Regions from separate parts of the Mus musculus genome. Here regions 2, 3, 4, 5, 6 and 7 are each linked to region 1. A link is a contact called in public Hi-C and HiChIP or PLAC-seq data. All regions are on one chromosome and are shown on one strand. The core of a region is the stretch at or near the end of the contact, and the rest is flanking DNA. Distances in the headings are between cores, read along the strand shown.

Region 1 (3,524 bases), core at 410-2,909:
TGTATCAGTCTTGTCTTAGGGTTTTACTGCTATGAACAGACACCATGACCAAGACAACTCTTATAAGGACAACATTTAATTGGGGGTGGCTTACAGGGTCAGAGGTTCAATCTGTTATGATCAAGGTGGGAACATAGTATCCAGGCAGGCATGGTACAGGAGGAGCTGAGAGTTCTACATCTTCATCTGAAGGCTGCTAGCAAAATACTGGCTTCTAGGCAGCTAGGATGAGGGTCATGAAGCCCAGACCCACAGTGACATATCTACTCCTAGGCTACAACTATTCCAATAGGGCCTTACCTTCTAAAAGTACCACTCCCTGGGCTGAGGATCTACAAACTATACCAAGTCTCCTGGGGCTGCTCTAGCAAAATACCATAAACTTGTCAACTGAAACAACAGAAGTCCATCATGGGCTGGAGAGCATCTATCCAAGGTTAGCTCAACCGTCAAGGCTGCAGAGTGATTCTTCCTAAACCCTATGAGAATCAGAGAGTCCCTTCTGGCTTCTAGTGGTTTGATGTCAATTTTTGGGTTTCTTTGTTTCTCAGACCTGTCCTTCCGATGTCTACCTTCATATTTACTTGGGATCCTTTCTGCGTATGTGAATGATCCTCATCACCGACTTCCCAAGCTCCATGTAAGAGGGCTGGGATTTGCTGTAGTGACCTCATCATCAGCTAATCACTTGCATGGGTGGTTTATCTAAGCAAAACTAATTCCACAACTTGTAAAGTTAAGGTTATCAACATATTTTAGGTTGGAGCTAGAAAAGGTCATTAGTTTTCTTTCTTTCTTTCTTTCTTTCTTTCTTTCTTTCTTTCTTTCTTTCTTTCTTTCTTTCTTTCCTGTACTCAGATGTGTATATGAAGACAGTTTCTGTTTGGTTAGGTCACAGCGTGAAGTTTTCCTTTCTTGGAATTCCTATTGATGGGTCCTTTGCCAATTTTCTTTACGTACCTTGCACTCACTGTTTCCATGTGTAGTTATTACTAAGTTTGTCATTTTCAGTGTAGTTTTCTAAAAGTGTACAGCTACATGCGGGACTTGCAAAAAAGATCTACAAATGCAACTCTCACTTCAGTCATGAGAAATTGATTCAAATCCAACAGTGCTTGGGAGAGTGAGAACATAGGAGGTGCTTGGAGTTTTCATTGGGTATTTCAGGATTCTTTATGACAGTTCCAAAACCTGCAGGTGAGTGCACGTACACACACACACACACACACACACACACACACGCGCGCGCGCACGCACACGTACATTCCCTGCCCTGCCCCGCCTCCCCTACACCCCAAGAGATGATTTTTCTAAAAGACATCCTTACAAAGTTTCGAACAAGATGATGCTCTAGGTTCTCTGACATGGCAATAGCTTCCTTTGGGTTCCACTAGTTTTGTTTTTAACTGTTAAAAAGTTTCACACACACACACACACACACACACACACACACACACACTTAGTCATATGACTGTATTAAATGTGCCACCAGCTGTCTGCCAACAAGAGACCCAAAAGAGAAACTGTTATTGGCTTCCCCCAGAGAAACCTCCTTTATCTCAAAGAACTGAATTGCCAGGTGGAATTGAGTAAACTCTGGGGTTGCAACACAACCAAGGCATAAAGTTCACCATCAACGTAAAACAGCCAGGCCAGTTCTGCTTTTTAATGTCCTCTAAACTGAAGGAACTGAGCAATCTAAACAAGGGTGAGGCCACGGCCACGGCCACGGGGGAGTGAAAGCCATGTTATATTGACAGCTAATGAGTGAACAACAGCTCTGTCATCTTTATGTGCAGAAGACAGCTTTGTTTATGTGTACCCAAAGTTTGCTGTGAAATCCCGGCCAAGAAGGGAAAAGTTGTGTGGAAACTGCAAGAGAGGTTGTTTGCTTCTTGCTGGGTTACATGATTCACAAGCTAACAGATTGAGAAAAGCTTTGCAGAGAGCAACAAGTTGACACTCCTTGTTTACTTAAGTAAAGATGCTCTAATACGGGCAAAGTTGAACAGCTTTTGGTTTCAAATCTAACATTGTAGAATGGGAGATAAAAACACCTAAATTGTCTGTTAAGATGAAGTGTTTCTAACCTGTGTATTTATTTACCAATGACCTTTCTCTCCCTTGACCAATGTCATGCAGCCTATATTAGATACAGAGACATGATTAGATATCATTTCTTAGTGTAGTGTCTCACTGGTGCCCACCCATAGCTCAGTATACCAGGATAAGATTCCTGAAGTGTCTCAAATGAATGAACTCTGAGATTTCCCCCCCCCCCCAGTTAGTTTTTTCCAACTGGCTCACCAACAGTTTTTTACCAGAGCTGCTAATGATTAACTAAAGGAATCGCTTGGATGGAAACTTTTTCAGACCTCTCCAGAGTGAGGCTTGCCAAGAGTGGTGCAGGGGGCAGCCAGAATAAGGAAGAGGAGTGCAAGCCAGGAGTCTGCAAAAACACACATGTGCAACTGAACTTCTTGGCTCCTGGACAGAAAGCGCTGTGAGACACCAAAGCTCTTTTTCCCTTTGTATATTTACAGATTCCGAATCCAAACTCACAGCAGTGGACGATGCTCTGCGTTTTCTCAATGATGTTTACTTAATAAGCCTGTCAGTGACTGGCTACAACCTCACCTCAATCACTGCCTCTATTTCAACCATCTTGACCTTCTAAGGGAGAGCCATATAGTGGGGTTTTGGAAGAGGATGAAGAGAAATCTTTGGGGCGGGGATGGGTGGCCAGGGGCAGTGGTGGTTCATGGTGTTGGAACATAAAACACTCTGTGCATGGTATTTCTTTATAGATGTTGGCAATCAAAGAATGTTCCAGTTAAGTATGAAGACAGAAGAGAAGCAAGTTACCCATAACATCTACCTCAAACACTAATGAGAAAAAATTTGCTTTGCCATGTGCTGGTTGTGGGAAGGATGCTTTCGGGTCCTTTCATTTATTACTCCCTTCCTCTGTTGGATCAGAGAGACTTGCTGGGACCCTGGAAAGTACCCCTGGTTTTTGGCAGGCTCAGAATCTCCCCCTATGGTCTTGTTAAAATAGGTCAGCCCCATCTAAATTTTAGAATATAAAATCAAAAATACACTGCTACAATGTGAATGATCAGCTCACTCCAATCTATCACCTATTAAGACGTTGCCATGGCTACCCACAAATCCCCAGCTCCTAGCACAGAACAGGAGGGGTTCAGTGATTTCTTATTGAGCAAATGGGTGATAGGCTGCTTTGAAGACAATTACCCTTGACTTAGATGACTCGCACCCATGTTGACTGGTTGGATAATATGGTTTATGTAGGACATCTATCTATGCATCACATGCCACGTCATAAGGAAATGTTTGGTGTAAATACAGAGGGTCAGATTGGGATTGCTTAGCCTGGTACTTGGGCGGAATGGGGGTGGGGGGAGAGCATGTGATCGAGGTTGGCAGAGAGAGAGACAGAGACAGAAAGAGACAGACAGAGAGAGACAGAGAGAGATAGAGAGATAAAGACAGACACAGACAGA
Region 2 (3,524 bases), core at 546-3,045, 470 kb after region 1:
CCCAGCCTTGGGAACGACTGATTCTACCACTTGGACAATTCCTTAGTAGCCTGTAATTGTTTTGACTAGTGGCACAATGTGTCCCTGTGAGATTTCCCTCTTCCACTGTACCATATCTGTGGGTGTCGTCCTCATTCAGGCCTTGTTTGGGCAGTCATACTGTTGGTGTATCATGGGTGAAGCTTCTAGAAGACACAATCATGCAGTAAATTTTTCTGGTTCTCTGCCACGTGCAATCTTTCTGGCCCTTTTAATTCATCATCTACCCCCTGAATTGGCTCCTAAGCATGTTCCTAAGTTGGACTGCAAATCAGTAGTTCAGTGAAAAAAAAATCCTCAAATGCCAAGTTCAAGCTCCATGTTATTCAGATTATTTTGGTATTTTCCATGTTCGAGGCATGCATATGATGTTCAAATACTGACTGCATCAAGACTGCACAATGATTTCACCAACAAAGTCCACTAGGTCAGTTAACCTCCTCCTTCCCAACATAGCATCACTTTGCTGATTTCAAATGAGTCTCCACTAAGCTGTTCAACCATTTCCCCCCTCCTCCTCCCCGCCCCTTAGCTCTCGGCTGTCTCTGACTTATTGTACTGGAATCAGCAAAATCATACTGAAGGCTCATTTGTACGTAATTTCTTCAGAAGCAGCCTCTACAATAAAATGCTCAAGTTCAAGGATTCATAAACGGTTCCACACAAAGCAAGATTTATGAGACAAAGCTCAGGGAGTCTTGGTTAATCATTACAAATCACAATTGCACATGTCTGGTTCTAGGGTTGTACTCTTCTTGATGCTGAAGGCTACTTAGGGCAGGATGCACCCTTTCATAATCTTTGGTTTGTCTGTTTCAATGCCGAGAAAATAAGCACAGAGGGGGGTCTGCTTTGTATCTCCGAGATGGGACAATAGCTCTAATCTGCAATCTTTTATTTTGTTTTCAACTGTTCCAAGACCAATTTCAATTTAACTTGCTTGCTTTTCTTGTCTCTTGATAAAAAGCTGTTTTGATTGCAGGGGGCCTGGAGGCAATGGTGGGAGGCAAACTCGGAGATTCTCTCTCTCTCTCTCTCTCTCTCTCTCTCTCTCTCTCTCTCTCTCTCTCTCTCGTGTGTGTGTGTGTGTGTGTGTGTGTGTGTGTGTGTGTGTGTGTGCGTTCATGCGTATAAAGGAGAAGGAATAGGGGACAGCATCCATGGGCTGTATTTGTTAATCTGCTTAAAACCCTAACAGATTTTTTTTTCAACTGAAATTTGGCCAATGTTAATTGTACAGGCAGAATTCACACTGGGAAAATCTCCTTGGGTAGGGAGAGAAAGACAGGAAGCACAGCCTGCCTGTTATATAAGATGTTTATTTCCATCCAGTCCAATCCACCATAAGCAGTACAGAAAATAGGCCAGTGCTGCTGCTGACCAATGATGTCACTGTATCATCAGGGTGGGGGTGGGGAACTGGGCACCACACTGATGAACAGGAGAATTTCCTATCACCATTGCTGTCTCGTAGGAGTCTTTATTCCTGGAGTTGCTGGTCTTGGCTCCATTTGATACTTATTTTTTCAGGATGTGTAGTAGCTGGGTGGCGACCATTGATGGGAGCTTCTGGATAAGGCACACAAATCTTAAAACAGGGTTGCTTTTTTTTTTTTTTTTTAAATCAAGTCTCTGAAACTTAAAAGGATTGGATCATGTCAGCCAAATGCTGGCTATCCTGGAAAATGGTACAGGGAGGAGGGAATGGATGGTCATCCCGATGTGAGGTACTAGGCAGTGTCTTTATGTACCGAATAGCTCATTCTGCAGATTGTCTTCCTCACTCATGCTACCTTGCATGTGTGCTCGAGCAGGGGATGCTCATAAAGACTGCGACTCAAATGCACAGCTTTGCAAACATCTCTAATGAGCTTATCATCTGTAATGTAATGGAGACATCTTTATAACTTATATAAAGTGAGTGGGTAAAGTGAGTGAAATGAGGTGTGTGCCCCCAACTTTTTTCCCTATTGCTTTAATATCGACAGCAAACTGAGGCCACATTCCTATACATTACAAAGGGTGACTCGGTTACACAGAGAAGGCCACTTATTGCAAGTAACCACTCTGTGTTTTGGTTTATGGAACTCCTGGCAAACTCGTGTTTTTCTGTCATGAAAAAATCTTCAGGGTTACTCTAATTGACCCAGTTTTTCCATAAATACCGTTCTGGTGGATTGCTGTTCCGTTCTCCCTCTAGAGGAAATAGTGAGCATTACAACTCAGTCTCAGAGAGGTGGGGGAAGCAGTCTAATTGAAATACAGGCTTGAGACTAATAACATAGCTCAGTACTAGAAGCCATCACGATCAGGAACTCTAAATGCACAGCCCCTTCTGTATTCGTCCAGTGCCAGTATCAGTATGTGTATTTTCCCTAAAGCAAACAAGCAAACAAAATGTCTTTAACCCTGTTCAAGTGTCTTTCCTGAAAACAACGGATGTACTGAGATAGCCATCTTCTTGTATACTGGGAATATAGAAGGCTGGATGTCAGGCTGCTGCTTATTCACCGGTAGTCCATTTCCTCTGGTAAAATTAAAATATTTGTCTTTTTCTCCAGTCAAATAAGAAACTAATAAAATGTATAAAGGGCATAAGAGGTGACTTATAATAGAGAGTTCTTTTCTTTTCCAAAAAACTCATAGCCATACTTAGAAGTAAACACACAGAGATACACACACACACACACACACACACACACACACACACACACACACTTTACAACTACCACCACCACCAAATAGACCTTACAGGAAGTTTCTTCTCTGTTTGATATCTCCTCATCTAAGCTCCTGCCTTACATTTCAGAACAATGACAGGACTTGTCTCTCCAGTGTGGGTACCGTGGAAAGGCCAGCACAAGGAGATAGCCTGGGTGACAGGAAGTCTGTTATCAGAAATCTGTGCCAGTGCAGGGAGGGGCTGACGAGTGGAAGGCTAGAGGAAAAAGGGAGGGGAGACTTAATGTATGTCCTTGTAAAAAGAAGCCAGTGTGTGTTCTATCTGCATTTTGAAAGCTTGAGCAATTACTAATGAAATGTTTGCTTCTTCAAATTATTGTTGGTGAGAGTAACGGAAGCATTAGAAATTTTCTTTCATTTATTTCTTTAGTGCTGTCTGTTATTTTATGGATAATACATGTGATAAATTCCATGAGGTGGTAAGTAAATATTGCTTCTTTTCTACTCTCTAATCTCTTAACTCCCCTCACAAACACACACAGCACAGAATTTACCATCCTCTTATGATTGGTCTGGGGATCTGAGACCATGCGCAGAAGTCACATCATACACCTTGAGCAGGTGGTCTTTATGTATCTCGGAATATATATTCATCAATTCATCAATTGATGAATAAAGAGCCCATGGAATTTAAAGACACAAAGACTGGGTCTTCGGGAAGGTTTGGAGGACGTAAGAAACAGAGGAAATGAAGTAATTATATTATAATCTCAAAAGTAAAATAAAGAATTAAAAATATTTCC
Region 3 (3,524 bases), core at 667-3,166, 470 kb before region 1:
CTAATCATCGATGCTGAGAAGGCCATATTGCATACATATACAGCCCGAAGTACAGAAATATGTGTAAGGCCATTGTAAAACTTGCTGGAAATCCTGCCTTAAACCCAAGCAAAAGTTAATTGAATGGTGTTGTGTAGGAGCTCAGCAGTGACTTGGATAGCAACCATCAAACATTCAAACACAACATGATCCAAATCTATACTCATGGATGTGACACTCCCTGGCTGGGGCCAGATGACAGGAGCATCTTTGCTTTCCCTAATTCAGCTGTTAACATTTCTAGAAGAGCAGAAAGCTGTGCATATGATAAAATACAAAAAAAAAAAACCAAAAAACAAAAAACAAAACAAAACAAAACAACAACAGCAAAAAACCCCGCAGTCCATAGCGTGCAGGGCGTCTGAGCGTGATGGTTCAATGGACTAGTTGAGCATGATAGTTGGGATGAGTGACGGCATCCATAAGCATACAGGCTCCTGTGTGTTCCGAGCTGAGAGTACAGAGAAGCTGTGCGGTGTAACACAGGCGAGCCTAGCCTGAAGCACCTTGGGATTGTTACACAATTGAGGCTGAATTTATTTTTGATCATTGCACATCCAGGAGTCTTCTGCTATTGTCACTGTCTTTAGAACGGTCACCTTCAGCTAAGCGACCCTGTAGTGGGGTGACGACTTACAGTCAGACGAAGCTGGGCTCTGTAACATCTTTAAATATGCACACAGTATTAATACACCAGTGCAAATGCCTTATGAAAATAGAACATATTTACATATTTTACATTGCTAACCCCACTACTGTGGTGGCATGGGAAGCTGGGTAGCCAACTGATTTTTAATGTAAGATATTAGAAATACTGGCTTTCATATTCATATATATGTATGTATGTATATATATATGTATGTATGTATATACACACACACACATATAGTATGTGTGTATATATATCGTATGTGTATATATATACACGATAATATCGTAACTATACTACCTATACATGTGCATATATATATATATATATATATATAAACTAATTTGAATTGCTACTCCATTGACTAAGTACTTACGATGAATTGTATGACATACATCTCCAGACCCGCCCCCCTGCCAGCCCTGAAGGATATACCTCACTCATTTTCTTTTCTTTCAAGAAACCAATTTTGCTATCTTCAAGCAACCACTTCTTTTGTTGAAGCAAAACAGAACAAACAAACAAACAAAAAATCAACATTAAGATTTTCCTAAGCATTTAGAAACATGTCGAGCAGCCTGGGACATTCTGGAACCCTGTCAGAGCCCTGGTCTGTGAGCTAAGGAAACAATTTTGTTTGATAGAGTTACTATCTTCTGCAAAGGCTGAGTGTATATTATGTCGCATAGTCAGAGCACTGGGGGACACCCCCAGAGGGAGCTTGTGATGAGTAAATAACTTAGTAAGGCAAAGAATGGACACTGTAAAACCATTCCTTAATTCAAGGCCACGTGTTACTTTGGGATTTAAGGAAATATATTGGCATCTTCTATGTGATAAGATGCTTCAAGCATTTATCCTTAAAAAGGACTAAAACCCATTTTTTTTTCTCTCCTGTTTGTATCATTTCCTCCTCCTCCTCCTTACCCCTTCCCCCCCCCCCCAGTCCACTTTTCTCTCTCCCTCCCTCTTTCCCTCTCCCTCCCACTCCTATTCCCTCTGCTTCTTCCCCATCTCCTCTCCTCCCCTTCTATCTCTCCATTCTCCCTTCCTTCCCCTCCCCCTTCTTTCCCTGTGGTCATTGAGACGAAGTTCTTTTAACTAACATCCCATTTCCGCCAGCAGAGGGCACTGTTTGCGCGTTTAAGTAGATGTCTCCGCTTTGTTTTTCCAATGTGAACAGTATCTGAGTCACAGGCAGGCACGCTATTCGGCTGGAAAGATACTGGGGAGAAGGCCTGCCTGAGTGGTAGTGTTTCAACATCATTTTGCCGAACATTTCCTTTGTTCTCGGCTGCTTGGAGGGATGTTCATTGCAAATGCCCTTCTAGTTCCCGGTGGAAAATGTATGTTTTGAATGTGTGTTTTGAAGGCAATGGCATTGGGTCACTCAACGTCTAAATATCACAAGTGCTTCAAACCACTTTAGGTGTCAAATTCTGAATCAAGGTATCAGCCCCAGAGTAGATCGTCTTGCTCCGGGAGCATCATAAATAATTTCTGTAGCAGCATATGACATCATAAAGCAATCAGGCATTCCCTGTACACCATAATCGATGGACTTAGATGTCTTCGGATGGAAGGGTATGGTGAAAGACACTTTTCCTCTCACTGGACTTGAGCACTTTAGAATTAGTCAGTGGCTGCCTATCAAAAACGAAGTGAGTCACGTTCAACTTCCAATATATTGTGGAATATTTTCTCAAGAGTTTCATACACATCATTTATATAATATTGGATTATATATTTTGTGGTGAAGTAAGTACTTTTACATTTTTACGGCAATTATTTAAAAAAAATTAATCAAAGTGTAGATGAGAATGGCATACTTTAACAATGAAAGTCACGGTTAGTCAGATACCTACTTGACTTTCCCAGTCCTCAGTATCTCTCTCAGCTCAGGTATAACTTTTCATTTTGGAACCTGTATTTTAGTCCACCCCCCCACCCACCATCTCTGAAACAATCAGCTTGTCTTGCTATTCTCTAAGCTACTACTTTTAGATGTTAGCTGCTGTTTGACTGTAGCAGGAGTATGTTGCCCAGGGTTGTGTGTGTGTTTGTTAAAGCTCGGTCGCCAGTGTGGTGATGCTGGAGACAGGCACCTTTAAGAGAAGGTGGGGTAATTAGACCAAGGTAATTATTTCACACGGAAGGGATCAAAGCCATGTGTATGGGAACCCGCTGACTTCCTCTTAGAGTGGGTTGTTATAAAACATAACGCTCACCTTTCTCATGATCTGGCTTCCTGCCTCTGCCATGTGTTGTCTCTTTCCTTGCACTGGCTCCCCCACGGCACCATCTGCCACAGGGTAGCACACATAGGGGACTGTCACCAAGGGCCAAACACTCTAGGTTTACCCAGGGTTGAATTGTCAGACTCAAAAATTGTAAGCTAAACAGATCTCTCATCATTCCACAACCCAAGGTGGTTTGTTAGAGCCAAGCAAAGCGGGATTGTCTAATACTGTGAATTGTCCTTTTGGAATGTACCGATAGATAAGACTCTCACCTCTCTGTCCCTCTGCTCACCTTATTTCTGTCACATCTCTGTTGGTTACCTGTTCAGCTGTAGGAAGAGCACTTAGACCTTCCATGGTGAGCAGTCTACTCTGAGTGGCCTTGCTGTTCTCCGATGCCTTCTGCCGCCCAGGTTTAGTAAATTTCCTCTACACGATCAAGGTTACTAATGTTTTCCTTGTGCTCTCTGGGCACGATGATAACGTCTTTGTCTACAGTATGTGAACTTATCAATGGCATTTTCCCTGAAAGTCAGGGTTGCTTCTCACGGCGACCGATCGTGTGTTAGTTATTGTTGTACTCCTGTCTCTTACTA
Region 4 (3,524 bases), core at 382-2,881, 420 kb before region 1:
CCTTAAAAAAACAAAAGGGAGTGTTCACTGGGGCATTGTAGGTGCTTGTTTTGCCCAGAACTTAAATATCAAAAATGACAACAATATAAACAAACAACCCTGCCCCCTACATTATTCAATGTGTGTGTGTGTGTGTGTGTGTGTGTGTGTGTGTGTGTGCATGCGCACGCTGTGCTGTGAGGTTGCTCAATTGAAGAGGCCAGGCTTTCTAGGGGAGACTGGGTGGCCCACTCAGCAGAGGACAATCTGGCTGGCCCTGTTCCAGCCGCACTGGGTAAACCAGCCAGTCAAGGGGACACTTGTGGCAGTTTGGAATTTTCAAGTGGGTAAAAATAATGATAAATCCTTCAAAGAATCAAGGAGGAGCCCCGAAACTCATTTAGCCCTCAGACAGAAACCCTAGAAAATGCCCCCAGCCACCACCTGACAGAGGTGCATGGAAAACTCCAGAGGCCTGTTGCCAACATGGGATTGTTTGATCTGCCTTGAAGGTGATCCTAGCTTGGTGCTTTTCAGACTGCATTCTGGAAACATCAGCCCTAAGGCCCAAGTCCCTTGCTTTACAGGTTTCCAACAGAGACTCCTTCTTTTGGAAGACCTTTTCTTTCGGAGGGGAGTGACAAACGAAGCCAGCATTGAGCCTGGCCTTCCAGGCTGTCTCTGTGCATAGGGATCTGGGAGATGCTGCTGCCATCTCCGCCTCTGTCACTTACAAAGACCCCTCTAATCCCAATTGCCTCACACAAAAAAGAGTGGAAAAACAGTCTACGGACTGGAAATAAAAAGGAATGCCCAAGGAGCAGCTGGCACCTTAACGCCCCCACAAGACACTAGCTGGTACATCACCATGAAACCCAATCACCCTTTCCCCAGTTACGATGGGGTTGGATTTAGTTCTGCAACAACAGAATGAAGTATATGTTTTAACAAATAAACATAATTTTGGCAGAAGTGTCAGCATCGTTAGCCAGGAAATTTTTTATATACTTATATCAATTCGACATACCCTCAAGTCCCCCAGCCACGGCCCGTCAGTGAGGGACACAAATGCTAAGAAAGGGAGCAAATGTTTATGAATGTATTAACTGCCCTACACACACACACACACACATACACACACACACACAAATACTTGTGCTTCTATATTATAACCAAATATTACTTCTTCTGATCAGCATTTTTGTATTTGTCTACCTTTTATGAAGTGTTGAGCAGTGCCTACTTGCTAGCCATGTTGAATTTAATCATCTTTTTCTGAACTCTTGTCTTTTGGGCACCTCGCCTTTTCTTAGCATACACTCATCCTGAAACTCCTGGGAAATCAAAGGCAGGTTAAGCAAAGAGCTGCGCTTAGAAGAGACCAGCTCTTCTTGAACTCTCCTGGCATCCTATTGGAGGATTCTTTGTGACCCAGGATGAGCTAGGAACAGAGCCAGTCTTTCTTAGTACCTTGGCCAGGCCATTGCTGGGGATTCTCAGCTGTTGTGTCCTGTCAAGAGCTGCGGTGTGGGGGTGGGGGATTTATTGGGAAATAATAGATTGTAGTTAATTCCGACAGCTCACGGAGTCACAAGGGGCCAGATACTTCTTCTAAGCGAGAGGTAGCTGTGAGAGAAGTGAGAAGAGGATGCTGAAGGTGGGGGAAAGAATTGCAGAAGTGAAAGGAAGAGTCCTGGAGAGTGGGACTGAGGGGGAATGGCACTGTGAAGAGGGAAAGTCCCAGAGAAAGAGCCCCTTCTCTTTCCACAAACCTGCTCGCCCTCCCCCACCTCCCCCTGGCTCACAGCCTCTCATAAAGGGAGTGCTTCCCTGGGCTGCTGAGTGTGATCACACTTAATTTCAAATAGCAAAGTCCATTTCGAGCCGTATTTTCACACTGGCGGGATGAATGTGAATAATAGCCACATTGAGGCTGGTTCTGAAATGGCTCGCCCAGCTGACACGAATGTGAAGTTTTCCAGTCGAGAATGTGTTTAATGGTTCAGAAACCACTTTTTGCTGACCCTCAAGTCACCTCCTGAGTTTTGTCAAGAGCTTCTTTTTGAGAAAGGATTATTATCTCCAGTTGTTGTCTCCTGGGTGCAACTCTTTCTCTCTCTGCTTGGATATTTCACTTCAGCCTGTGGTAAGCCTGGTCCAAGCCTCTGGCTTCTTCTGTTTGGCCAACACCTTGATTAAGAGCCTAACTTGATTTTCTCCGTCTTCCTAGTTCCTGACCAAGCCTTCTCTAGACTTCTTAGGGTTTGCTTCAGATTTCTAAATCTGAGTAATTTCTAAGTTTTTGACCCCTGTTTTCATTCCAGGGCCCTGTTGCCTGAAGAAGGCCAACTCCAGAGCTCAGTGGTGGCAGGGCAGTTACAGGATTCAATTCCTGGAGAAAATGACCCCCTACCTCCTATTCTGTGTCTTTAATAGAATCTCAGCTGACTCTCCAAATCTTGCTGTCTAGACTTTGTCCCATGCATGTTCCTAGAATAGATGGGAATGACCCTTATCGACTTAGAACAGTCGGGATCCATCCTCTGGCTTTGGAAAGTATATGAGATAGTTGTACCAAATCAGTATTTAATTAGGGAGGTGAAGGCAGTGGAAAGATGTCAGGAGTTGGCAAGGTTTGCAATGTTTCCCTTCCTGTCTGCCTTTTGATCTCCTCTATGCACTTGAATCCCAGATCACTAGTTTTGGCCAAGACCCCACCCAATCTTCAGCCAGGCTCACTTTCAACAGCACTAGCCTTGTCTTACGTATGCAACTGATTCTCATCTTGGTCTTACGCACACCGCTAATACTCATTTTTCCTTTCCTGTCATTCATTTCCCTCAGACATTTTCCTGGTTTTTCTATCTCTCTTCATGGTAGGACTCATCTCTTTACTTACAGTCTTCCTTACAGTCTCTGTTCCCTCGTTTTGTACTGAATTAGTCACTAAGTCCTTTTGGTTTCTCTGGCAGGAATTTCAACCGTCTTTTTTTCCTTCCTCTTTCCTGCTTTCACTCAGTTAAGAGTCTGTCCTCATGTGTGTCTCTTCCTCCATCATCTCCCCCTTAATCCACATGATAAACAAGACACCAAATTGGTCTCCCACAACCCTCTGAGTTACTGTTTTCTTCAGAGTCGTCATTCTTATTATCTCAGGATTTAGTACAAACCACGGTCTCCTCCATCAGATTAGAGTGAGCTTCCTCCATCAGATTCAACCTTCCTTCAGTGTTTTTCCCCACTTCCATTTTATATTATACCAGTGCTCTGCCAGTCATGATGTTCCATTTGTAACTTCTTAAAACCAATTTCAAAGATGATTATTGGCTTGATTCTAGTTTGCCACATGCTACCTGTGGGTCACGTGTTATCTTGCTCATTGCAGCCTCCTATTTTTTTGTTTTTTTGCTTTTTGTTTCGAGACAGGGTTTCTCTGTAAAGCCCTGGCTGTCCTGGAACTCACTTTGTAGACCAGGCTGGCCTTGAACTCAGAAATCCACCTGCCTCTGCCTCCCTAGTGCTGGGATTAAGGGCGTGCACCACCA
Region 5 (3,524 bases), core at 367-2,866, 390 kb after region 1:
GTCTTCAGATGGTCAGCTAAACAGCTAATTAAAGGAGCAATTGCCAGGTAAGGTGGGACCTCGTGCACAGCCACCAACCATGGGTTGATAAAGGTGCAAATCTTGATGGGGAGAAAGAATGGTCTCATCAGAGTTTGCTACAGGGAGGTGATGAATCTTTCTTAGCGCCATGGCAACCACAAAAGGAGGGTCCATTTCTGTGATCACTTATGCTGGATATATGAGAAAAGTTCACATACATTCTTTAAAAAAAAAAAAAAAACCTTTTAAAAAGATTTATGTGTGCTAGTGTTTTGCTTGCATGTGTGGATGCTTTTTCCACATAAATGGGGGATCAATGTAAATGTGCCTAGAAGGGTTTGGAAGTCCCATCAAATGTTCCTAAAATGCCTGACAAGAACAGTGTCTTCTTCTTTTGTGAACTTCAGGAGGACTCGACAATCATGAAATTAAGACACTGCTGGCCTTTGGACTTGGAAGAGACATTTATTACTTAAGCCTGGTTTCATTAAAACAACTAACTACGTTGTTGTAAAAGGGGAGCATCAATGAAAGCCTTTACTCATCGCCTTTTCACGCACATATGTACCATCTACCTGCATACCTGACGCCTGCAGAGGTAAGAAGAGGGAGGTAGTTGGTTGGGAGCCACCCTGGGAATGCTGGGAGCCTAACCCAGGTCCTCAGCCAAGACAACAAAGTGCTCTTTACCACTGAGCCACTTCTCCAGCCCCTCACATTTATATTCTTCAAATATGCCTGTAGGCTTTCTCATTCCCTTTTGATTTCTGTTTTTAAAAATTAGCAAGCTTCCAGGAGGCTAATCCCCCTTAATTCTCATGTGGTTTAAATTAAATCTTAGCCTGGACATAAGCTGTGAATACTTTTATAAACCAGGAGCTTGGAGGGTAGATACAATTTTAAATTGAACTTTTTAATTTGTTTCCTGGCAATGTCTTTTTTTTTTTTTTTTTCTTTTTCTGGGCCTGAGGAATTTGACAGTGCCAAGAGTTGTGAATCAGTCCAGATCTCAACCAGATCTCAACCAAAACTGGCATGATGGGAAACAAATGGCCTTTGGAATACAAATGATGGAGGTCAGGGACTTGTTTTCTCATCTTCTGGAATGACTTTTGGAGTATGTGTATCAGGAAGTTGAGAAGGTTGAAAAAAAAAAAAAAGCCGAGTAAGGGATAAAATAGAGGGTTCATTTGAAAAATGGCTAAAAGAAAAATGCATTATGTTTAAATGTCTTTTCTACAAAAATTACAAATCATGAGCTGGAGCACAGACTGTGTTGCCATCCCTAGTGGAGAGGTAGATTCACGACAGCAGGAGCGCCGGGAATACATTTCCGTGGACTCCTTATGACTCAGAGTTGTTCATGTTAATTCTGTAATCCCTAAAAAGATCAACTCTATTTCTTTCCTTGGGGGAGTATTTTCAGATGGCTGTTAAAAGGCTTTCTTTTTCTTTCTTTCTCTTTCAACTGCTGGAGAGCAACTAGAAACAAATCTGTTCTTTCAAATAAATGTTCTGCCCATATGTTATTTTTCATGGGAAGCGATGGAAGTGTGAAGTCCTCTATTCTGCCTGCAGTCTTGCTCTGCCTGCCCAACCCCCACCCCACCATATGTAACACATCTTGAGAGAAGGGGAGGGAGGCTGAAAACAGTCCCTTGATCATTTGTGTGTGTGTTATTTGTGTGTTTTTCTAAAACAGAAATGTGGGGGAGGTTACTCATACAAAGAGTAGATGACCACCTCAGCTATTATAGAGAGTGTCCGAGGGAAGGGAATGAGCACTAGAAACAGCAACAACAACAACAACAAAAAACCATGTGATGGTTGTGAACATGAACTACAGTCCTTATATTTTCATTTGGTGGAAGATAGACATGCCAAGGGCTTCAGAAAAAAAAGAAAGTTGTGCATCTATTTGTGGTACCACCACCCACCTGTGTAATTTAAGAAGTTTCCCTGAATAAAGAGGAATGTACAGTGTACTTATGGATAATAATAAATAATCCATGGGCCAGACTGAGCGGAGTTGACCAGAGTAAGGGGGCCAGGCCAACTGGAGTGAGCTGGGTTGACCGGAGTGAGCAGAGGTCCTAAATTCAATTCCCAACAACCACATGAAGGTTCACAACCATCTGTACAGTCACAGTGTACTCATATACATACATACATACATACATACATACATACATACATACATACATACATACATACAGTGTTAATGGGTGAATTTAATAAAACCATTCCAGAAAAGTGATGCGGATATAGTAGGTGTTTAATGCACGTTAGTTTATTTCCTCTCAATCTTTCATAAGCAAAAAAAAAATCTAGTTTCTGTTTATGATTTATGGATTCTCAGCCAAGGCAATGAACAGATCCAGTGCATGTTGGACACTAAAAGCTTTACAGAAAATGTGTTCCCTGCTAGAAAGTTACCTTACGTTGATTTCTTTTAGCAAAACTTCCATACAGCTTGAAAACTTGGGCGTTTAAGTACAGACTGGTATTTTAGGAAAATTTAACCCCAGGTCAAATGTTTTACGTTGGGAAAATAGTCTTTGATGTTTGAAAGGGCCTGAGTGTTATGCCTAGAGCCAAATGTGTGGGATAGTTCACCCTTGCGAATTGAAACATCAAAAAAGATTTGCATTAATTTCCTGCAAACCAAATATGTAGAGTTTCATGCAGCTTTAATTGAAATGTAATAACTGTTTACAGACTTGACTGCACCATCTCCACAGAGTAATTGCCTTTCCACCCCGAGCAAATGGGGGTAATGTAAATGTGCCTAGAAGGGCTTGGAAGTTCCATCAAATGTTTCTAAAATGACTATTATGACTTCTCTTCTTTCCTGAACTCAATAAGAATTGGACTATTATGAAATCGAGACACTGCTGGCCTTGGACGTCAGAAGAGACCTTTACTACTTAAGCCTGGGCTCATTAAAACATGAAACTGTGTGGTTGTAAAAGAGAGCATCAATAAAAAGCAGCCACTTACTGCCTTTGCATACGCTCTGCACTGAGTTTAACAAGGAAGACGCACCTCGGCTGTTTATTCACAGTCTCTGTGTTCTCATCTGACATGGAGAACTGGTCAACTTGAAGTACTCTGTTGCAATGGGTCCTTTGAGACAATGCTAAGGAATCCTTTCAATGGAGAAAATGAAGAGCTCTTCCGCTCAATGCAGTGGAAAAGACAGCTCTTTTCTCTTAAGCAAAACAAAAAATAAAAACAATGAATATTTCAGATACAGCTCAATAAAAGAGAAGGAAGTTTTTGATTCCCCAATGCAAGGGCTTTAGAATATACTCAAAAGTGATAAGACTACCCAGTCTGCTTTTCTGATGTTGCACTAAAACTGATGTGTTAGAATGGCGGGTCATGTCTCAACAGCACACTAGACCAAGACAGTTCCACGTGGAAGAGGTTTTATTGGGAGAGAGAGAGAAAGTGGTGGAAGAAAGAGAAGAAGAGAGAGAGTGAGGGAGGGGCGTTCTCCT
Region 6 (3,524 bases), core at 263-2,762, 350 kb before region 1:
CCTTTCCTCCCCGAGTTGCTTTTGGTGGTAGTGTTTCACCAAAGCAAGATTAACTCTAAGGCAACTGTCTTATCACTTCTCACAGGGGCTCTAGGCATCCAAACTCAAGTCCGCTTGCTTGTATAGCAAGCACTTTAACAACTAAGCCATCTCCCCAGCCAGCACTTTAACAACTAAGCCATCTCCCCAGCCCCGTGCACTGGGATTTTTTTAAACACTCGCGCATTCTAGACTGCTCATTCCCTTCTGTTTAAAGGAATAGCTCCATTATCAGAAAACAATAATTCAACTCTTATGAAATCCCATCCATGGACATGTTAAAGAGATGTGGAAAGGGCTTTGTTCAAGTTACACACACATTTTTACCTGCCCGCTATCACTTTAAAACTTGGATGGATCTTCATTTAAAGAAAAGGGAAGTCCTGATAAAAATGGTAGTGTGCAGTGCCTCTTAAAACACTAGCACTTCAGGACCTTGTCACTGGCTTATCTGAGGGACAAAGAGCTGGTGCAGACTCTTTAGAAGGGGCTATAAGCTTTCTGGTTCTCCACAGACCCTTCCAGTCCTCAGCCTGTTCCCTACCAGGCAGCACTCTGGATATCTGTTTTTGACTCAGTTCACAGAAGTCTGTCAAAGCTCAGGTTCCTTTGTCTCTTCCGTATCCCACACAGGAGATTCAGCATGTGCCAAAGAGCTGCCTTTGACCTGAACGCTCATGCCATCCCTTCACGTCTCTGGTATTGGAAAGGTTATCAGGTTCCTCTCTGAATTCTACTCCAGCTCCTTTCCCCCACCCCAGAGGCTTTGTTCTGTGCTTTTGCTTTAAGAATGAAGACAAAGCCTGACGATACATCTATTCTCCTAAGACTCTAGTTCCTCAAGGCTGAGTGCCAGCTCCCTGATTTGTTTCCCGTCCAGAGCTGCGAATACAGAGACCGCCAACAGGGCAAGGCCATTTTGCTAATGACCTTCGTAGGGCTGACTGCACAGCCAGTCAACAGCAGATCTGAAAATAGAACTCAGGACTTTCAAATCATTGTTCTGCTTGCTGGGCTGTATTTCCTCCCATAAGGGCCTGGTTAAGCAACGTCCTGTTTTGCACAAGCAGAAGTCACAATACACATATGAGAAACTGGACTGGACACAAGGATCACAAGACCGCACCCACCCTTAGGAAAGATGGCTCTGTAGCATGAAGCAGTGCGATTTGTTTCTAGTCCTGCCGGTTTGGGTTGCAAGCGGGCTCACAGCTGGTCAAATCATTGACTTTGCAGTATGTGGTGTTTTAGGAATTTTCAGAGTGCCAAGTGTCAGGTATTTGCCTGACAACACACCAAAAAGACATTTATGCAAGTGACAGAACAGTGTCGTAAGGTGGCCACCAGCTTGGGAATCACTGTGTTTGTGGTGCAAGTGCCATGGGAGAACCAGAAGCTTGGTGGCAGATCATTCTTTTAGGGTATTCCTTGTGGCCTGTAGAGGGCAGATTGAAATCGCAGAGATGCCCCTAGGCACTGTAGTCATCCTGGACTTGGAGGCTGAGGCAAGAGGACCTCGTGATCAAGACCAGGCAGTTCCTTTATTACCTCGAGCTGCCTTAAGGGAAGGAAATGGGGTGGGGGTGGGGGACGACGAAACAGAACAAAACAAACAAACAAAATGACTGGAATTGTCAAAAGTCAATCAATAAGGGAGTTTTATTTGGGAGCTGACAGCAGGATTACGTACAGTCCAGAACACAGGTATACAGGTGGCCACTTGCATGTCCTGAGAACAAAGGAAAGCCTGGGGGGTTTTAGCAAGCAGAGAAATCTACACATGAACATACCTGGTCCTTCTCACTGCCTGTGGGAATGGCAAGGTCTGATGGATGGGTGGGGCAGTGGGTAAAGCTAGTTTGAAGATTGTAGTTGGCAGTTACGCTGTTAGCTACTAAATAAATCAAGTCTTGAACATGCCCAGGGTGTTCCTTTGGACTGTTTCTGGAAGATTGGATCTGGAGCAGGCATGTATTGGTATGATTTCCCTTCCTTGCCTCCAGCCCCCGCCCCCCTCCACCTTAGTGGGGTGTGGTAGGAATGCTTACAGAAGGTTGGGGGGTGGTTTACACTTCCTGATGTTCCTTCAAATTGTTGAGACCTCTCTGTTCCATGCTAGCCCACGTAGAGGGCTTGCTAGCCCTTCAGTGATCTTCAGTGTGTTCTTGGAGAGCAGAGCCTGAGGATGCTAGCTGTTTTTGCCTCTCAGTCAAGCTCCTGGCCGCTCCGCAGGACATAACAGAGTGGATTCCAGGACCCTGAACTAGCTGTAGTACGTGAGCCCTGGATCTATGTCTCACACCTGCCAGACTTGAATCGAATGGCTTTGTGTCTTTGCGTCTGTTTGTTAGTCTGTAAGACAGGCGCGGCAACAGCTGGTAAGACCTCGGAGTCATTATGAAATTGAAATGAGTTGTTATTCATGGATTGCTTCAAAAGATTCTAGACAAAGATAATAGGTTTAGTTGTAGGCAATCAATAAACGACCTAGCAACGGGAAACAACTGCAGTTAGCTATGTGGAACAGGCCGAACACACCACAGGACCCTCCTTCCTTCTCTCCTTCTTTAGAGAAGCCTGCTTTATAGTTCAAAAGTGGGCCCTTGAGATCTCATTCCTCATTGCTCCATACTACAGATAGAGCAACTGAGGCACAGGGAAATTAGGTGATTTATTTATGTTTACCCACCAGGCACGTGACAGGATGGAAGGACAGGGCACTGTATGTACTGATGTCACTCACGGTTTTGCCATCGTTGTGCCAGTTTGGTATTTATTTCCTAGGAAAAAACCATAGAGGAAGCTGCTTGTGATGTTCTTCAGATGCTTAGATAGAATCGTTTACAGACACTTTGGAAGCAGCAAAACATGCAGAAGTACCCATGGGCGGTGATGGCAATGACTAATGCACACATGAGGACTCTTACTGCAGCCTCACTTAGCATATCAAACGGCGTTAAAAATAATAATTAGCCTTGGGAACCCAGAACAAGAACACCCAGTCATTTTGACACACCTAACTGCAATTTGATCTGTGTGTGTGTGTGTGTGTTTCACCTACTCATAGCGGCAGCTGTTCAAGAAACGAACAAAAGACTGTGTGGAAAATGGCAGCGTCAGGAGGTTGTGCTTTCTTTGTTAAAACATGGGAGATGGTGTGTGTGTGTGTGTGTGTGTAATTATTTCCTTGAATGTGTACATGTATACATACATATATATTTTACAGATTTTTACATGTCCTTCAATAGCTTCCTTAGCCATAACTATAAATAGAAATGATGAATGACATTTTTTTTTCTTTCTCAAACCTCAGTTGCTATAACCTAATGTCATGGAAAGCAAATCAAACTGGAGGCTGGGAAATGGAGAATCCGGCCCTTGCTTCTCCATCAAGTACATCTTTGGAAGAGGCCTGGGGAGTTTCTCAGTCTATCAGGGCCACCAATGTTTCAGTCTGAAAACACTACTTTAGTTTGTCATTACCT
Region 7 (3,524 bases), core at 762-3,261, 270 kb after region 1:
GAGCATTAGTAGCTGAGCCAACATGAGTGAAGAGTGGGTCTTCAAGCCTTGGCTTTATCTGATGCAGGAGTATAGAAATATTTCCTCAATAAGTGAAATCATGCTGTAAGAGAATCCACATGTGAAGCCCTTAAAATGAGCCTCTTACAGGAAAGAGATTGCTATTAGTATCCTGAGCCACATAATAGCCCTTCAGTCAATGCCAGCCATAAATGATCTTAATTCTATAGATGGTAGGGGAGATACCATATCCCATCGCTTTGTGACTTCATAGCCACCACCATGCTTTAGTGCAATGAGTTACTAAGCTGTGGTCAGCACACCTACTGTGATGCCAGGTATATGAGTATCTGGCTCTGAGACTTGCAAACGATATATAATACTAGAAGGTTTTGAAACAGTCATTACTGACTTGGGTATTTAATGTTATGTAAGTTTTATTTTATTTTAGAGTGTTATTCTTCTCTTCATTATAAAAAGAAATAATAATAATAAAAAAAAGCAGCTCTGGAATGATGTTGCTGTGTTCTGGCCAGAGTAAGCCTCGGGCATCTTGTGATTCTCTCCTGATTGCATTAGGGACACATTGAGTGGACCATATCCTCTACTTTTCCCTACTTTCATTTAAGTTCATTCTTGATTTCTGCACACTGCTAAACCTGTAAATCTCCAAGTGTCCCTGTCATTAAGTGGCACATGTGTTAATATTCTCAGTTGGTACTTCAGTCTCATCAGTTTTTATATTGAGAGAGATCAGGGCTAATCAGCGAACAGGACTTGAAGGAGACTCTTTCAGACTAGTTTGCCACCATATTAGTTTCATTCCCGTGGGATTGTGTAGCTGATGCTGACTCTCAATTCCAAGTTTACCAAAGAATGTAAGTATAAAACCATTTTATCCTCTCAGAAATGTTTTGTAGTTTCTATAGGGACATGTGCTACAACTTAAGTCTGAGCCTACCAAGAACAGCACAGAGTAAAATCAGTTCAAAGATCAAGCTGATTTTGGATCCCACGTGGTGAACACACCTCACAGATCCAAGATAGTATCACCTCTGGCTTCCTAGTCCTTAAATCACACCTTCTTCATTGCTACTTGAGACATTTGTCTCAACAAATGAATGTTCTAGCATTCTACATAAATTGGGATAGCTCAAGCCACTTGGAGCAGATAATAAAATGCGAACAGCTTCAGTTTTTCAACTTAGTGAAAGCATATAGTTTTGAAAGAATGTGTGTGTACTTTAATGTGGAAAATTTTACGGATATTATTTGAGGAAATCAGTTATTTATTGGTGGTTATAGTTCCATGAGATCCATACATCAAAAATAAGTAGCAAAAATAGCTTCCTTTTCAACTTCAACCAAATGAGTTTAATTTGCATGCACCCAAAGTCCCGAGGACCTTGTTGCAGGCAGCAGCAATTCTGCCCAACATCAAAGACCCCAGAGATCAAAACAGAATCTAGCTCTGAAGCAGGGAGCCTCTCACTTCCAGCGTTAACAGGCATATTTGTTTCCTCTTTTGCTGTTGGTCAGTTCAAGGCACTATCAAAGTCCATAGATGCTACTGATGTCTGAATGGCTCCGTTTTAACCTTGGAAGCAGCGAGCACGTGGAGAGCCTGACAGGAGAGGGAAAACCTGTGGTCTCTGGAAACTTGAAGCCATATTGTGTGCAGTTAGGGACGTCCATGGTGCCTCATTTTCTCTCTGGAAGGAACTACAATTGCTGGCGCAGGACTGGATTTATGTGGTCATGCTCTCCCTTTCCTTTCAATTTGTTTTTAGCATGTGATCAACATGAAAATCTCAACCGTCCTTGCTGGAGCTGCCTGAGGCAAAAAGGGGGGCGGGGGGGGTTGCTTTTTTGCAGGGTTCTATCATCTGTTAGGCAGGCTTGTTTGACTCTCCTTGTTTTGTTTTCACAGAGGGGGAAGCCAGAGCCAATCAAACAGTAAGCTTCTGGCTGTCTTAAAAGCAGGCCAGGGTAGCTTAAGGGACGCTAACACTTTCAAAGATCATTTTTGTGTGCGAGACAGTGATTGAAGGCAGCATAGAAAAGAACACAACGGGATTCAATTCACGTGACAAAAGGAAATTGTACAAAGTCTAATCCATTCCCATTACAGTCTCAAGATTGTAATCTTCCTTGGATGCTAAGCCTAGGAGTGATTTCCACTCCCCCCCCGCCCCCCCCCCCCGACAATATGCATCATCAAGTTGCTTTCGAAGTGGTTCTGTGGGCTGGAGGGAGGCGGCTCGAGTTATATAACATGCAATTTAAGATAATGGCCTTTGAAAAGGAGAAATTAATATAAACAGAGGAGGCCAACAAAGCCTCAGTCATCTAGAAGGTGGTTTCAGTCACCGCTGACATTAAACAATATCCCCCCCACCGAGCCCACACGATGTTTATTATCATTTAATTTCTTGCTTTCTTATCTTAGTGAAGCAGGGATCTCAAGCTCCGTTATGACTACAATTGGTAGAAAAATGCATTCATCGAAGTGAGTAACGAGATTCAGAAACGAAGCTCTCTCTCCTAACCTTTTGAGGCTTTTAAACATTCTACCAGAAGCATTAGCAGAAAAACGGAGCTATAGCGTTTCCATAATTATCCCAGCAATGTCTTTGTTCTTGTAATGATAGGACCCATACTTTCAATTTGCAGTGCTTAATAATAGCAGCTGTCTTGTCTGCTCAACTGTGGGGTTTTAGGGCTCCCATAATTATTCATTTTCACGCACTTGACAGTGGGTGTTTCCTTGAAATATTTCAGGCCACATCCCAAGGAGGAATTACAAAAATCCTTTTTAAGGGTTTTGCTATACATAACAATATTGAATTATGCATTAATAAAACAAAGTTAATTGACTCAGAGGTGCATAAACCCCAATTAACAGTATACCTCGGTACTGAGACCATCGGACGCACGCACGGAGGCAAGCATAATGACTGTATCATTAATGCATGAGGGTGGGTTGTCTCTCAGGCCCTAAAACTACCCACTTTGTTTTTCATTGCTTCCACACTTTTTCCTCATCAAACCTCCTCTCCCACTTTTCATTTTCTTCCTTTGTTTTTAGACATGTGTTGGAATCATTTCAATAGATGTGTACTCATACTCTAGTAATACTGTTTTCTTTGTCCCTCTCCTCATATTTCTAAATAAAAGTTATTAATGACTACTTTAAAAGTATTTTTTGGGGGGGATATCTATCCATTCTGCAGACAATGTAGTGGGCACTCCTTCCTTCTGATATGCATGGAACTAATTGCAATGATAAATAAAGTATGAATATGTGGAGTAAGCAGGGTAAATCACTTTCCATTGCTGTTTGTTCTCAATGAAGAATTGTTTCATAGCAAGAATCCAACCCATGCTCTGTGTCACCACTGACAGCGATGGGCTTTAGTTTATGTGCACAAATTGCTTTTTTTCTGGCTGTGTTTATATGTGCCAGGAGAGTGGTTCTAAAGACAAGGGAGGTGGTTTTATGGACAAGCCTAGAGAGATGCTGC

The links. A called contact is a pair of places that touch in the nucleus more often than the background predicts. HiChIP or PLAC-seq counts read pairs in DNA pulled down with a chosen protein or histone mark.
Region 2: a contact with region 1 is called in a Hi-C map of uterus, with 11 times the contacts expected there. The contact joins two enhancer-like sites. A contact is called at or near these places in 1 of 15 datasets of contacts at CTCF or cohesin (the NIH/3T3 cell line), 6 of 484 Hi-C or Micro-C datasets (liver and uterus) and 1 of 115 datasets of contacts at active chromatin or transcription factors (bone marrow-derived dendritic cells).
Region 3: a contact with region 1 is called in a FOXA1 HiChIP or PLAC-seq map of pancreatic cancer cells. The contact joins two enhancer-like sites. A contact is called at or near these places in 14 of 484 Hi-C or Micro-C datasets (the 3T3-L1 cell line, 3T3-L1-derived adipocytes, CD4 T cells and 5 more) and 10 of 115 datasets of contacts at active chromatin or transcription factors (bone marrow-derived dendritic cells, double positive thymocytes, fibro-adipogenic progenitors and 7 more).
Region 4: an H3K27ac HiChIP or PLAC-seq map of bone marrow-derived dendritic cells shows a contact between it and region 1, with 5 times the contacts expected there. The contact joins two enhancer-like sites. A contact is called at or near these places in 2 of 115 datasets of contacts at active chromatin or transcription factors (bone marrow-derived dendritic cells and thymic regulatory T cells).
Region 5: a contact with region 1 is called in a Hi-C map of uterus, with 5 times the contacts expected there. The contact joins two enhancer-like sites. A contact is called at or near these places in 1 of 15 datasets of contacts at CTCF or cohesin (the NIH/3T3 cell line) and 1 of 484 Hi-C or Micro-C datasets (uterus).
Region 6: a contact with region 1 is called in an H3K27ac HiChIP or PLAC-seq map of bone marrow-derived dendritic cells, with 8 times the contacts expected there. The contact joins two enhancer-like sites. A contact is called at or near these places in 2 of 484 Hi-C or Micro-C datasets (liver and neutrophils) and 2 of 115 datasets of contacts at active chromatin or transcription factors (bone marrow-derived dendritic cells and pancreatic cancer cells).
Region 7: a contact with region 1 is called in a Hi-C map of uterus. The contact joins two enhancer-like sites. A contact is called at or near these places in 1 of 15 datasets of contacts at CTCF or cohesin (the NIH/3T3 cell line) and 2 of 484 Hi-C or Micro-C datasets (both in uterus).

Annotation. Positions count from the first base shown.
Region 1 is chr10:96,684,647-96,688,170 of GRCm38.p6, forward strand. No RefSeq gene overlaps it. Among named protein-coding and RNA genes, the nearest start is that of Gm33897, 29 kb to the right of the region's middle. Within about 2 kb of position 1,660, at least 109 of the 459 cell types and tissues checked have an H3K27ac peak or open chromatin away from gene starts, as enhancers often do. A contact at or near this core is called in bone marrow-derived dendritic cells, double positive thymocytes, liver and 3 more, where this site is marked.
Region 2 is chr10:97,158,201-97,161,724 of GRCm38.p6, forward strand. No RefSeq gene overlaps it. Among named protein-coding and RNA genes, the nearest start is that of Gm34044, 76 kb to the right of the region's middle. Within about 2 kb of position 1,796, at least 52 of the 459 cell types and tissues checked have an H3K27ac peak or open chromatin away from gene starts, as enhancers often do. A contact at or near this core is called in uterus, where this site is marked.
Region 3 is chr10:96,212,240-96,215,763 of GRCm38.p6, forward strand. No RefSeq gene overlaps it. Among named protein-coding and RNA genes, the nearest start is that of 4930459C07Rik, 12 kb to the right of the region's middle. Within about 2 kb of position 1,917, at least 167 of the 459 cell types and tissues checked have an H3K27ac peak or open chromatin away from gene starts, as enhancers often do. A contact at or near this core is called in bone marrow-derived dendritic cells, double positive thymocytes, pancreatic cancer cells and 2 more, where this site is marked.
Region 4 is chr10:96,264,815-96,268,338 of GRCm38.p6, forward strand. No RefSeq gene overlaps it. Among named protein-coding and RNA genes, the nearest start is that of Gm40747, 7.7 kb to the left of the region's middle. Within about 2 kb of position 1,632, at least 41 of the 459 cell types and tissues checked have an H3K27ac peak or open chromatin away from gene starts, as enhancers often do. A contact at or near this core is called in bone marrow-derived dendritic cells, where this site is marked.
Region 5 is chr10:97,076,760-97,080,283 of GRCm38.p6, forward strand. No RefSeq gene overlaps it. Among named protein-coding and RNA genes, the nearest start is that of 4930556N09Rik, 43 kb to the left of the region's middle. Within about 2 kb of position 1,617, at least 17 of the 459 cell types and tissues checked have an H3K27ac peak or open chromatin away from gene starts, as enhancers often do. A contact at or near this core is called in uterus, where this site is marked.
Region 6 is chr10:96,331,944-96,335,467 of GRCm38.p6, forward strand. The region is part of intron 2 of Gm33782 (a long non-coding RNA gene); the gene reads left to right. Among named protein-coding and RNA genes, the nearest start is that of Gm33782, 25 kb to the left of the region's middle. Within about 2 kb of position 1,513, at least 117 of the 459 cell types and tissues checked have an H3K27ac peak or open chromatin away from gene starts, as enhancers often do. A contact at or near this core is called in bone marrow-derived dendritic cells and liver, where this site is marked.
Region 7 is chr10:96,953,695-96,957,218 of GRCm38.p6, forward strand. The region is part of intron 1 of Gm33981 (a long non-coding RNA gene); the gene reads right to left. Among named protein-coding and RNA genes, the nearest start is that of Gm33981, 3.4 kb to the right of the region's middle. Within about 2 kb of position 2,012, at least 45 of the 459 cell types and tissues checked have an H3K27ac peak or open chromatin away from gene starts, as enhancers often do. A contact at or near this core is called in uterus, where this site is marked.